2 separate regions of the Mus musculus genome follow, and region 1 is linked to region 2. Evidence: chromatin contacts called from public promoter capture Hi-C data. All regions are on one chromosome and are shown on one strand. Each heading gives the region's core, a stretch centred on a gene start, on an enhancer-like site or on the middle of the called end of the contact. The rest is flanking DNA. Distances are from core to core; before and after follow the strand shown.

Region 1 (4,667 bases), core at 1,255-3,754, 950 kb after region 2:
ATATATACTGGGACACATCTGTGCCCCCCACACAAATAGATGGATGTAAAAAACAAATACCCACAAACTATTACATAGCTCCTGGGTTGAATACTTGTCTGATACTGACAATCCAAATGTATTACTACTGTTGTTGTTGTTATTATTATCAAGAATATGGTTCTTATACAGGAGTCAGTAAGGAAGAACAAAGAAAAAAGCAAGTAGTGAGGTCTTCATTAAACCCCAGGTTGAATGCTACAGCTACACAAGCTGTGTACCAGTCACTACTAACTTCTGCTCTGCCATTAGGGTTTTCAGGAAGACCTGGCAGTTATGGGCCTTCTTAGCAGGTTAGGTCTGTAAGAAGAAAATGTGCAACGATCTGGCTTTCCGCCATGATTCTCACTAACCAATCACCTCTGGCACCAAATTATAAATGCATTTAAGGGGGCAGAGTTGTAATCATCCTACAGTGAATCATCTAATTGACCGAGGCCCTGAGCAGAAATTTCCCTTCTAACTGTATGATTTTTCAATAAAGCAGTATTAATACTGTGCCTGTGCTCCATGGAATCTTCACCATAATTGTTCTTTGTTTGTTTTAAATTATGAAATGGCATTTACAAGAAGGCATGGGGCATCATTATTCCGAGGTTCATGGAAAACACACATGAATAAATGTCATTTTCCCATGCCAAGAGGAAGTATGTAAATATTTTAATTAGCACAAGATGAATTTACCTTAAATGTAAAGAAAAAAAATGCTTACAACTTAATCACTGTCACTTCAAAAAAAAAAGAGTCATCAACATATTTCAAAATACTGAACTGTTTCTGCCCCTTTTTATCTGGTTAATATTTTATTCCAAAAATAATAGAATTAAAATACATGGTAACAACAATGTAAATATGTGCTTACATGAGCTGTTGCTTGATTAATGGTTATTAGCCACTCCTTATTGTACTCCAAATTATTGCATAATAAGTAATCATTGCATTAATTCTAAAGCAAAGGCAATCTTCTCAGATCTTCTTCAAAGCACTATCATAATCAGAACCAGTACACAAAAAATGTAGAATCTGATGCATCATTGTGAATAATTTTTACAGACCATTAATGCTTCTATGTACAGAGCTGAGAATCTTAGAGGCTAGTTCTGCAATGGGAGTTCTCATGTTTTTTCCAGTTATTGGCACTGAATAGCAAGTAACAACTTACTTATAATTAACTTGCTTAAGTTGAAAATTTGTTAATGAATTAAAGGAAGTGTAAAGGGTGGAAGTGGAACTATGGTGGGCCTTTGACAGAGGGAAATCATCAAAATCCAACCAGGACTATCTGAAGGCTGATACAACCAATAAGATCCGGGAAAAGCCCCAAAGTTGTGTTCTTCTGGAATTTAAAAGTGGGGAGCCACTGAAGATTTATGGAGGCTGTGCCATTTACAAAAGGACAAGAGCCAGGTTCCCACTAAAATTTAATGAAAAGAATGTTCTCACCAGCCAGTCACGCCACCCATTACAATCTGAGTAGCTACTGAGTATTTTTCTACCATAGGTCCGGAACTGTGGCCAAATACTCGATTCCACCAGTGGTGTCTTCTTGCATATTCAGTTAAATCCAACACTTCGTATGATTCGTCATCGCTTTCATAGTCTTTAAAAATACAAAATGGAAAAAAAAAACATTCATTCTACAGTCTGAAACGTCTCACAAGCTGTTTTCATAAAACCTGTGGGCCAACACACTGTCATGTCTGGTCTACAACTAAAAAGGCCCAGATGTAAACGAAGGAGCGTGATTAACTCGATCTGGGAGACTAGGGCCTCAAGCATAAAGGGCCTAGCAACAGCATCGGCATTTCCTTTCCCAAGGCTTAGGGACACGCAGCCAGAGGCCAGTTGAATTACAAAGCAGTGGGCGGTCACCCGCACAATGAGAATAAGGTCAGGGCAGGGTACATTTCCATCTGTGGGAAAAGGGGGCGAGGGGATGATCCTTCCATGAAAGGAAAAGTCAGGAACCTAGCAAGAGGAAATCAGAGCAGGACTAAAACGCAACCAACCATGGAAATCAACCCGCCAACCCTCCTAATTTTGCAAGATGGAGAAGGGCTCGAGGTGGGGGCAGGGCAGGGCAGGGTCTAGCCTTGGTTAGGTGTAGGTGAGCATGCTAAATTCCGCAGAGAGGGAAAGGAGACCTCTGGTTCAAAGGGGCTCTCGCAAAGGGGCTGTACAGCGACAGAGCCCCAGAAACACTGGAGGAGGGAAAGGGAGAAACACCATAGCAATAAAAGGTCGAGTGCTGTGGGCAGCGTCCCAGAGACTACTTCGGGCCCTGGCTGCTCACCTTGGGGAGGGGGGTTCCGGGATGCCATGATACCGCCAGCGGCCAGTTGGGGGTGGTCCCTGCCCGCCTCTCCCCACCACTTTAAAGGACGCTCTAGGCCGAGTTGGAAGTCTATGGTCTCTCTTTTTTCCTCAGCCTCCTCCTCGCCCCGCCCACACAGTCGCGTCACCGCCACTCTTCCCTGTACACGACCTCCAACAATTTGTGCGCAGCCGCAAGGCTTGGGACTTGTGATGGAATAGCTGAGTCCCCGCCCTCCTATTGCTTATGGGAAATGTAGTCCGTGCTCTTTTCCACTGTAGCCTGGGCATTACCCCAACCTGCTCTAAGTTTCTAAGAGTTTTTTGTTGTTTTGTCTTATTTTTGTTTTTGCTTTTTGGTTTTTTTGTTTGTTTGTTTTTTACGCTAAAGGAATGGAGGGAGGAGCGGCTAAGGGTAATAGAACAAGATAATCAGTTTAGTGTTGGCAGACTGTTCTTAACAAGTCTTTAGTCAGGATGCTTCAACGAAGCTGTCTTTCTGATTAGGTGTTCTTTTTTCAGGCCCTATCTTTGGCCTTTAGTTCTTTCAAGAATTCTGTTGGCTTTAACAGAAATTTCAGGCCCACTTCTTGCTTGATGTCTAATAACCCAGTCATTCTCCAGTAAGAACCCAATTAAACTAGCTCAGCAATAAACTCCCTTGATGTCTCCTCTTGGTAGGACTCTACACTTCGACCCCCTCAGATTATGCACTATAAATCTCCAGCTTTTTGTTGTTGTTGTTGTATCCCAAATTAAAATAGACCCACTATCTATTTTAACAAGTGTCAGGGCAAATATTTTAAAGGTTTTTTTTTTTAATGAAAAAAAATTTTAATTAGATATTTTCTTTATTTACATTTAAAATGTTATCCCCTTTCCTGGTTTCCCCTCTGAAAACCCTCCTCCCCCTATCACTTCCCCACTCCTCCAGCTCACCAACCCACCCACTCCTGCTGCCTGGCTCTGGCATTCCCCTATGCTGGGGCATAGAGCCTTCACAGGACCAATGGCCTCTCCTCCCATTGATGACTGACAAAGCCACCCTCTACTACATATGCAGCTGGAGCCATGGTCCCTCCATGTGTTTTCTTTGGTTGGTGGTTTAGTCCCTGGGTATCCTGGGAATAGCGGTTGGTTCATATTGTTGTTCCTCCTATGGGGCTGCAAATGCCTTCAGCTCCTTGGGTCCTTTCTCTTGTTCCTCCATTGGGGACCCTGTGCTCAGTCCAATGAATGGCTGTGAGCATTCACTTCTGTATTTGCCAGGCACTGGCAGAGCCTCTCAGGAGACAGCTATAACAGGCTCCTGTCAGCAAGCACTTGTTGGCATCCAGAAAAGTGTCTGGGTTTGGCGACTGTATATGGGATGGATCCCCAGGTCACATTTTTCTCAAACTGCTGAGGGCTCTAGTTTTTTTAGTGCCCTGTTAGTCGAGCAGACTTTTGCTTGTATTTTTGGTTGGTTGGTTATTTTTAGACAACATCTCACATAACCTAAGATTCTCTGGAACTCCCTATGTAGAGCACGCTGGCCTCAAACTTACACAGACCTACTTCCCTCTGCCTCTCCAGTATTAGGATTGTTTGTTTGTAAACATGGTCACACTATGTAGCCCAGGCTGGCCTCTGATGCTGGATTCCTCTGTCTCACTCTGCCCAGTGCTGTGATTACCGACATTCACCACAAAGCTGTGATTTTAAGAATTGTTATTATTTGAATGTGAAATAGGGATAAAGTCTGTTTTTTTACCACAAATTTCCATGGATTCTGTAGAATATAAAAACATGTTGGATACCAAAGAACTAACCCAAGTTCACATAAATCAGCACCAAACTTATTTTAAATATGCATTCTAGCCCTTCCGGTCTGCGGCAGCTCCATCACCTTGGGCTCGAACTCCGAAGACAGTCCCACAGTCCCCAAAGGACTCTCCACACGATCTTAGGATCACTGGTGAGTGGAAGACAACATCAGTTCCAAACCAATCTTGATGGGCCTGTGCCAGCAGCAGGGGCGCAGGAAACCCACTTGACCAGGGGCTCAAGTCCCTTCTGGTCAGTGCCAGCTCCAAGCCACCTTGGGCACGAACTCAACAGATCGTCCCACAGTCCACAGAGAACTCTCCACGCTACAGGCACCCTAGCACACCCAGGATCTTAGGATCACTGGTGAGTGGACACAACATCTGTTCCAAACCAATTGTGACAGGCCTGTGGCAGCAGGAGCAAGGACATGTGAGCCCTGCCTGACGAGCTGCTCAGGTTCCTTTTAATCAGTGCTGATATACCTTGGTTTCGAACACACCAGACAG
Region 2 (4,175 bases), core at 1,246-3,745:
AGCCTTGGCGATCCTGGAACTCCCCCCCCCCCCCCACCCCACTCCTCTCTCTCTGTAGACCGGGCACTCAGAGCCTCTTCCTCCTGAGTCTGGGATTAAAGACATGAGCCACTACTGCTGGGCTAGAGTACTTCATTTTTAAAATTCGGTGTTTTGGGCTAGTGAGATGAATTTTTGTTCAAAGGCACTTGCTGCCAAACTTGATGACCTAAGTTACATCCCTGGGACCCACGTGGTATTAGGAGGGAACTGAGTCTAGCACACACAAAATAAATAGAAATAAATGTAATAAAATTTTAATTTAGTGCTTCATTGTGTAAACATATTGAAGCTCACAGAACTAACATCCCCATGAATGTTCCAGAATCTTTGCATGTTAAGGCTTACATATAGCTCCAGCTAATAGAGAGCTTAAGGTAAGGTAAAGAAGAGGATCCCTTGAACTACTAGAGGCCAATTCAATCAACACAGTGAAACTATGACACTGCATCTTTAAAAGAAAAATAATAACGAAGGTGTTTTGGGTAGTGGGAGGGATGGAGATGATCGAGATACGTTAATTTGTAAGTATGGAACTTTTCAGCAAATAAAATTATATATATATATATATATATATATATATATATATATATATATATATATATAATTATAATAAATAACAGTGTTTGTTTAAGGATACTAAATTCTCCTTTCCCTCACTAACTCTTCCTCACTCCGTGGCCATCCCCCTACCCCTAGGACCTGGACTCACACTAGAGTAGACCAGCCCCTAACTTGCAATCTTTCTGTTTCAGAATCCAAAATGCTTGGATTACAAGTGTGTGCCACTATGTTTTACACCGCTCCGCATATTTTCTTGTTTTATTTTCACCTTAGGCATCCCTTAGCTTTCCTGTCTAAATCTCGGTAACAATTTGTGATAGCTGAGTTATTTTTTTTCTTGCATAGTTCCTGAGATTGTGGTTAGATATGTTCAGATATAAACACACCAAAGAATTCCAAGAACCTTTCCGTTGGAGTGGCGGTTTGCCCCACCCCACCCCCCCAGGTCGGAGACCCCTGCAGGGCTGCGAGGACAACACCTCCTCGTGACGTCACCAGAGGGCTAAACCAAACTGAGCTGGGTAGAGTCCCCCCATTTCTCCCTTCGGGTTTGTCTCCTTAAAATATAGGCTTTCTTGAGCGCGCCCCAGCTCACATTACTTTTAGATAAAAGAGAATACCGTGAAAGCTTCAGGCTAATAAGACTCATCGTCGCGCGAGCGCTGACGTGGACTCCGCCCACAGACACGCCCCCTCCGCGTCATAGTGGTATCGCCCGGCCTCAACGGGCGGCCTACAAATGAGGCCTGCAGGTGGGAGAGGCGGAGCTGCGCCGCGCTGACGCCGCATCTTCCCGCCTCCCAGTGGGCCGGGCGCGCTTGGGTTAGGCTTCTGAGTGCGGACTGGTAACAAATGGCTGGGCCCTGAAAGCGGAGCGCCCTTGATGGGGGTGGTTTAGGGTAGCCATTCGCGGCTTCCCGCCGCTGTGAGAATTATGTCAGAAAAGAAGGCCTTCCCCCCAGGCAGGGGCGTCACGCGTGGCCGCGGTGGCCGGGGGCGTGAGGTGGATTTGGCCCCCGGAGCCCGGAGTGCCATTTCCCAGACCCACGTGGAGAAGTCCCATGCAGGCAGTAGTAGCTCTGCCAGCTCGTTCGAGTCCTCCCACCCTCTGCGGCGGACCGTCTCCCAACCCCTTCCCTCGACTCGGACGAACGAATCCATTCAGGAGCAGGGGAGTCCTTCGAGTGCCCTCAACATCCCTCAGAGCCTCAGTGATAATTTTGGCCAGAGGAATGCCCAGGGCCTCCGCGTTCACCATCGGGGCGTTCAGGTCCCCACAGTTGCCTCAGACTCCACCCTCCTTAGCTCTTTCTCTCAGCGCATATCCACAGTAGGATCCATCCCAATGCCAGACTCATCCCTATCTGGGCAAAGATTTTCGTTGGCTTCTGTGCAAGTGTCCTCCATGGCTTCTATACTTAGCACTTCTGTTGAGTCAGAACTGGGGTCTATCCCTGCCTCACTGACCAGCACTCCCCAAGGGTCGGCAGTGGAGCCCACTCCATCCCTTCCATCCGTATTGTGTCGCCCCTCCTGGGGATTGGCACCAGAACATCTTATGCACAGAAGCACATCCCTGCCAGACACACCAGACAACTCCCCACTAGAATCGGCAGAAGATTCTCTCAGGCATTCTGTATCAGCCTCTTCTTGGTTATCACCATCAACACTTTCCGCTCCCCGTGACGAATCCCTGTTGCCTATGTCACTCGATAGTCCTATATCCATATCTCCTCCACTGTATGATCAAGGGCCCGCTCCTTTCCATGCCTCTCAAGTGCCTATGCTAGGGCCATCCCTGCCCTGCGTATGGGGCTCTCCCTGGGTATCTCAGCAAGGATCAGCTCCGCCCCTGAGCGCTCCCCTAGCTTTTGCACAAGAGCGCGCTCCGCCTTCAGGGCCGGGCTCTTCCCGGGTATGGATAGATACATCAGCTCCGCCCTCGGACTTCAGTCAAGGGGCGGTACAAGGGTCTGTTCCACCCTGGGCGGTCCCCCCTTTTAAACCCAAGTCTCGGGAGAATTTTACCCAAACCATGACGGATCTGGAGAAGCCCAGTATCACAGGCCACATGTTCGACGTAGTCGTGATTGGAGGCGGCATCTCAGGTTAGTTTGGATCTTTAATAGTAGCATAAGGGGCCCTAGATGACCAGGGGTAGGGAACTTGCAGTGTCCCTGTTGTGTTTGGGAGGGTCTTTCTCCTCCGTGTGAGTGTTAACTATAACAGGGCCCCAGATCCTGCCAGATGGGAGCAGGGGCTTGTCCCTTTGCATACACTGGTGGAGGGAGGCAAAATAATTTGACTCCTAACTACTTAATACTAATGATTAATTAGCTCTTGTTTTGCAATTACATTTAGCAGATTACATGAGTTTCCCCTGTCTTCAACAGTGTGGTGGGTTGGCAACACATTTGCTATTTTACAAAACCAAGCAACTGTGGCTTAAGAGTTTCAGTAACTGTCCTGGTGTCTGAATACCTCCCTGGGAAGCCACAGACCTGTTTTCTCCCATTTAAGACCTTCACTTCCAATTCTATAGGTGGTTGCTTAGCCTCCCTGACTTCACATCCTCTCCTCTGAATAGCACAACAGCCAGTCTATGTATGTACTACTGAAGTAGTAGTAGGATTAGTTCAGTTCAGTTCTTCTCTGAAGCACCATTGCTTAGAAAGTGAGTAGGTAAAAAAAAAAAAAAAAATACGGAGACAGCATCTTTTAGAAAAAAGTAATTTTTTTTTTAAAGAGCTGGAAGTTTCAACGTATTCCTGCTGGGTTTTTTTCAGAACTTGTATAAAAGTGTAGTGAATTGTTCAAAGGGAATCTCTTGTATGCTTTTGCTGAGAGCTGCACTGTCTAAATCTTGTCCTGTGGTATTGGCTTAAATGGCTCATCAAGTAAGGGGAAGATGAAATTTTTTTCTCTATTTTCCTGGAGACCTCATAAATATATGTATATTAAATTGCCACCTATATTGTCATTGTAAAAATTTAGGAGTTATTCTTTGTCTCTAGGTAGAAGTCCAAGCCCTTTCTCTCAAGTGTTAATAATTTCAGAGATGTGTGCAAGATATAATTTAGAGGGAGAAAGACAGTAGGAAGGAGTAAATAGGGTGCCCCCACAGTATCTATTTTAATATATGTTCCCTTTGAGTAGACCATAAACGTGCTTATATAGTTATTTTAGATATAGGTAGCTTTGGACTCAGCCTGTTCAGGATAAACAGTCTAATTATCAGATTGGTATGGACTGTTCCTTTGGCTATCCTAGCCAGTGGCAGCAAGTAATAGGCCTGTGTGTTGCAGTATCAGAAGGAAGCAAATCCTTGTGGACAGTAAGAAAAGGGAACATATATCCTCCCTTCCTTCCTTCCTTCCTTCCTTCCTTCCTTCCTTCCTTCCTTCCTTCCTTCCTTCCACACTTGTTGAGTGCCTACAGTTTAGTGGATTGGTGTTTTCAAAAATCTGGTTCCTTTAGGCAATTACCCTAGAAGCAATGTGGTTGTTGATCATTGAAGTAGAAATATGATGATAATTTGTAGTATACATCGATTAATGCTATACCACAATTTG

Evidence for each region. Promoter capture Hi-C pulls out the DNA fragments that hold promoters and counts their contacts.
Region 1: a contact with region 2 is called in a promoter capture Hi-C map of erythroid cells, with 38 times the contacts expected there. The contact joins the promoter of Fundc1 here to the promoter of Maoa in region 2. A contact is called at or near these places in 4 of 39 promoter capture datasets (cranial neural crest, erythroid cells, liver and 1 more), 3 of 484 Hi-C or Micro-C datasets (CD4 T cells, CD8 T cells and uterus), 3 of 115 datasets of contacts at active chromatin or transcription factors (astrocytes, double positive thymocytes and microglia) and 2 of 9 other capture datasets (adipose tissue and liver).

Annotation. Positions count from the first base shown.
Region 1 is chrX:17,569,821-17,574,487 of GRCm38.p6, forward strand. It overlaps Fundc1 (FUN14 domain containing 1), which reads right to left and starts at 2,505. Exons shown (of 5, transcript NM_028058.4): 1 at 2,333-2,505; 2 at 1,483-1,639. The coding sequence starts at 2,360.
Region 2 is chrX:16,617,203-16,621,377 of GRCm38.p6, forward strand. Maoa (monoamine oxidase A) reads left to right here and starts at 2,496. Exons shown (of 15, transcript NM_173740.3): 1 at 2,496-2,711. The coding sequence starts at 2,639.